Linked DNA regions of Zea mays: region 2 is linked to region 1. Evidence: chromatin contacts called from public Hi-C data. All regions are on one chromosome and are shown on one strand. The core of a region is the stretch at or near the end of the contact, and the rest is flanking DNA. Distances in the headings are between cores, read along the strand shown. Region 1 holds the start of LOC103640750 (cytochrome P450 94C1). Region 2 holds the start of LOC103640755.

Region 1 (2,534 bases), core at 23-2,522:
CCATTGTATGATCTCTATATTGTCATATATCTCTATGGCTCCATTCAATGCTCACGGTGCAGCTGCCTTACACGCGAAGTGAACTATAGTGTATATATAATAAGCAATTCGTGCATTTATCCGACGAGTATCCAGTATTTACATGCATCCGGCCAAATAATATTTGTATCTGTCACTTAACCGCACGGCTAAATATTCGGTCATTGTATCTGTATCCATCTCGTTTCTAACTATCTGTATCTAATCTTGAATCCAATTAAAATAAATTAGGGTAGGATATATTATAGGATGTCGTTCGCATGCGTCTCATTTTCATCCCTATCCAACAAAGTTGTTTGATGTCCTCTAGCTTGAACAACAATGATCCAATAATACTTCATCCGTCGTAATTTATAATTTGTTTGATATTTTTACCAAGTTTGATCGACTCATCTTATTCAAAAGCTCATAATTACTATCAAGTTTGATCAACTCTTTTTTTTAAAATAAGACGAGTTGATCAAATTTATTGTAAAAAAGTTAAACAAATTATAAATTGAACCGGAGATAATATATCTTGCAAGTATAGATGGCCAAATGGGCCGTGCCTAACGGGCCGACCCGAAGCACGGCCCGTTTAATAGTGCCGGGCTCGGCCCGGCACGAGAACCGTGCCGTGCTTGGGCCGCTGTCTCGGCCCGCAGTGCCGGCCCGGACCTACACGATTATATATTTTTTATTTTATAAAACATAGTATATATATATTTACATTTTATATTAGCTATTTACAACAAACACACTCGAGTTATACTGGTTAGTGTCCTTCAGTTGCGAGTTCAAATCCTCACAAAAACACAGTTTTTTTTTGCTATTTTCTTGAATTAATGGGAGAACGTGACCAGTTAAACGGACCGGCCCGGCACGACCACCAGGCCGCCGTGCTGTGCCTGGGCCGCGGCTGCGGCACGCGGGCCGGCCGGGCACGGCCCGATTAACCGTCGGGCCTGACGGGCCCGGGCCGGGCCGCCCGTTTGGGTACCTCTACTTGCAAGTCCCTACTCCCTAATCGTCCTTTTTGACCTATGCTAGAAAAATGCTTAGTCCTAGGTTCATCCACAACTTGCTTGTTTTTAATGTTCCTCTCTCTCTCTGCGGAGCATAACAATTTTCATCAAAATAATTTATCATGTATCTACGTAGTGTTCATTGGCAATCGAAATACGGAATAAACACACACAAGGTGAAGTTAGTAACAGTTTAACAAAGGGGAAAAATAGAGACGATGCGCCAACAAAGCAAAGTCTTTCTTTTTTTAAAAAAAAAAACTTAGCATGTGCAATCTAGGGGTAGCTGCTGATGTGGACCCACCTGTCATGTACTGTTACGGGATGCGTGACTGTGAGCCATTAGCTGTGTACATTGCGGCAAAAGCTGAAAAAACTCCCCCCCAATACAAACGTTGTTTAATGAAAAACGCACGTGCTCCATGTGCGGATTGGCCTCCGCCCACGTTATATACTATAGTCTCTATAGACAAAGCCTCCTCGACCAGTCTTGTGCCGCACAAACTCTCACACGCATTTTCCTCTCCTTCTCGGCTTCTCCCCCTCCCTGTGTGTCCAGTTGTGCACTAGCTAATTCTAGACGGCAAGCAGGCAAGAGGAGGAAGAAGGAAGACCCCGGCGAGGCGCCATGGAAGCAGCAGCTGATGCCTTGCCCTGGGCAGCGCAGTGCGCGGGCATGGCCCTCCTCGCCTCTTCCCTCTGCGTGGTGGCGCTGGCCCTGGTGCTGCTGCTCCTCCGCCGCTGGCCGTGGTGCAGCTGCCACGTCTGCCGGGCGTACCTGACGGGGTCGTGGGCGCGGGACTTCACCAACCTGGGAGACTGGTACGCGCACCTCCTCCGGGAGTCGCCCACCGGCACCGTCCACGTCCACGTGCTGGGCTGCACCGTCACGGCCAACCCGGCCAACGTGGAGTACATGCTCAAGACCAACTTCGACAACTTCCCCAAGGGCAAGACCTTCGCGGCGCTCCTCGGGGACCTCCTCGGCCGCGGCATCTTCAACGTGGACGGCCACGCCTGGCGGCACCAGCGCAAGATGGCCAGCCTGGAGCTCGGCAGCGTCACCGTGCGCTCCTACGCGTTCGGGATCATCGCGCAGGAGGTGGAGGCCCGGCTCCTGCCGCTGCTCGCCGGCGCCGCCGACTCCGGCGCGGTGGTCGACCTGCAGGACGTGTTCCGCCGCTTCGCCTTCGACACCATCTGCAAGATCTCCTTCGGCCTCGACCCGGGCTGCCTGGAGCCGGAGATGCCCGTGTCCGAGCTCGCCGACGCGTTCGACACCGCCACGCGCCTCAGCGCCACGCGCGGCGCCGCCGCGGCGCCGCTGCTGTGGAGGGCCAAGCGCCTGCTCAACGTCGGCTCGGAGAGGGAGCTCAGGGCGGCCATCAAGCTGGTCGACGAGCTCGCGGCCACCGTCATCCGGGAGCGCCGTAAGCTGGGCGTCGCACCCAGCGGCCACGACCTCTTGTCCCGCTTTATGGCCTCAGCCGG
Region 2 (2,534 bases), core at 22-2,521, 170 kb before region 1:
GAATTTTACTACTCACAGTAGAAGGAGAATTTATAGCATTCAAAGAATGCTTGGGTTTGCGTAAAACCCAGTTGCCACTGCAGATACAAGGAGAAGAGGAAGACCAAGCAGCTCAACATGATTGACGCACCGGTCAGGATGGTGAGGTAGCGTCCTTGTCTTATTATCTTGTCCTAAGATGCACAGGGTCTTTTGAGTAGCAGCAGTAACTAGGGTTTCAGAAACTTTAGCGATGTCGCGTAGTTTATGTCGCTCTAAGTTAGTGTTCTCTTTGTTCATCGTGTGTAATATTATATTAATTCTTACTATACATCAGAATAATATACTTTCATTTTGTTATCAAGATATTTCCACGATCAATACACCAAATCAGACACCGGCTTTCAATGTTTGCCCACTGCGTTGTGCAAGGAAGTAGGGCGAGCGAGGTTGACCCGCCCGGCCGGTCCGGCATGAACTTCACCGCGGGCGTGGAGGGGACACGAGATCTAGGCGCCCAAGCTCGGCACTCATGTTGGCAATTTAGGTGCACAACATCGTCATTAGATGTTGTTCTGAAAACGAACGATTCACTGTATAAATGGACTTTTCAGTCTGGAGTTTGAGTCGCTGCAGCACCAGGACTAAATAAATTCATCACTATATATTTAATAATATTTGTAACTAGTTTTAAAATAGTGGATGTGACGGAGAAAGCAGAGTGTAGAGAGAGGTATATAGCAGGGTAAAGTACTTAGTATGATTCATCAGATGAGCACAAAATGCTGCCACTGTTGGCTGCTTGTCGGCAGTCGTCACCACCAAAACAATGCATCTCGTACAGTACGTCCCTAACAACTGCTGCCTGCTACGTACACTACTACTGCTACTAGTTACAAAGTCGAGAAAGCATGCACGAGCAGTACTAGCTTCTTCACTTGGGCTGCTTCAGGTTGGTGGATGCGGAAGCTGAAGTGCCTTGTTCGCGCTGCTTGAGCTCGGCGAGGAGGGCCTTGTTCTCCTGGTCCAGCTGCTGCGCCTTCCTCCGCAGCCGGTCGTTCTCCTGCATGATGAGCAGGTTCTCCAGGCACAGGCTGGTGTTCCCCTGGTCCAGCTGCCGCGCCACCCTCCGCAGCCGCTCGTTCTCCGCTCGCTCCATATATCGGTTGCTTTGAGACTTTGAGTTGTGGAACGAAGGAAGGAAGGAGGTGTATTCTGCAAGCTGTGATATGCCTGGGCCGCCGTGGCGTATTATTTATAGCCAGCCGAACCCCTCAATATTGCAAAGGCTAGCTAGCTGTTCACGAGCTGCAATGCTGGTCGTATAGATGGCCAAACGGGCCGGCACGGCCCGTCGCCGGCACGGCCCGACGGCGGCACGGCCCGCCAGGCCCGGGTAGCAAACCGTGCCGTGCCTAGATGGGCCGGCGTGCCGCTGCCGCGGCCCAGGCACGGCCCGTGAGTCTGTTAGTCGTGCCGGGCCGGCCCGGTGGCACTATGGCCCATCTGAGTATATTGTAGAATTTAGCAAAAAATGTGTAGTTGTGGGGGCTTGAACTCACAACCTAGTGCATAAGAGGCTTAAACGCATTCATCTAACCAGTGCAACTGCAGTTTTATTGTGTTATATGTTGAATTCTTATACTTAATATATGTAAACTATTATTTTTAAAATAAAAAATGTAACCGTGTCGTGCCCGTGCCAGCACTACGGGTCGAGATAGTGGCCCAGGCACGGCACTATAGCCGTGCCGTGCCAGGCACTGGCACTATACTAACCGGACCGGGTCGTGCCTGGACCGTGCTTTTTCGTGCCGTGCCTGGGCCGGCCCATCGTGTTAGTGCCAAATGGCCATCTATAGCTGGTCGTCATGTCATCTGGACTGGATTGGAGTACTGCAGCTGCATTTCAAGACACGAGGCTGCTGGCATTGGCAACAGCAAAGTGTGATGATGGAGGTGAATTGATGACGTACGCAGCCAGCAGGGGCGGAGGACTCAGTATAGCTCGGTGTTGCTCAAGCAATACCTTGATTCAGCCCGAGAAGAGATCAACAGTGAAAAAAATCTAATCCCTAGCTAACTCTACCCTGTTCCACGCGACCACACATCCACTGAGTGTCGAGCAAGCTGCCGACGCCGAGCCTTTGCCACTCCGCCAACTCTGTCGTCTCGGGCGGTCGTGCCCCCGTTCGCCTCCAGTCTCCCACCGCTTGTGGCTGACGCACAACAATGCCGAGCAGTTGTTCCACCTGGAGCTAGGGAGCTTCCTGCCTGTGTGCTTGCGCTCGCCAGGTACTCATCGCCGTCGCCCGTCAAAATCGCAACAGTATCTAGAGATCTCTTGCTCTGGCCTCTGGGATGTCCTTTTTCGAGTGATTCGTGAATCGTGATTCGGAAAGCAGTGGGTATGGTCTCTAGGTGACTCGTTCGTCTTGCAATTGTAGTGTTGATGGCTAGTTTGGCTAGTAATTGGCATCCAATGTTAGGCATGCTCATATAATTATAATAATAACTTCATAATTGCCCATCCAGCGTCATGCTTGTTGTTTGGA

Evidence for each region. A called contact is a pair of places that touch in the nucleus more often than the background predicts.
Region 2: a contact with region 1 is called in a Hi-C map of ear, with 2.9 times the contacts expected there. The contact joins the promoter of LOC103640755 here to the promoter of LOC103640750 in region 1. A contact is called at or near these places in 4 of 25 Hi-C or Micro-C datasets (bundle sheath, ear, leaf and 1 more).

What each region holds. Positions count from the first base shown.
Region 1 is chr10:4,664,589-4,667,122 of Zm-B73-REFERENCE-NAM-5.0, reverse strand. LOC103640750 (cytochrome P450 94C1) reads left to right here and starts at 1,272. Exons shown (of 1, transcript XM_008664239.2): 1 at 1,272-2,534. The coding sequence starts at 1,672.
Region 2 is chr10:4,834,787-4,837,320 of Zm-B73-REFERENCE-NAM-5.0, reverse strand. LOC103640755 reads right to left here and starts at 1,271. Exons shown (of 1, transcript XM_008664243.3): 1 at 754-1,271. The coding sequence starts at 1,138. The coding sequence ends at 914.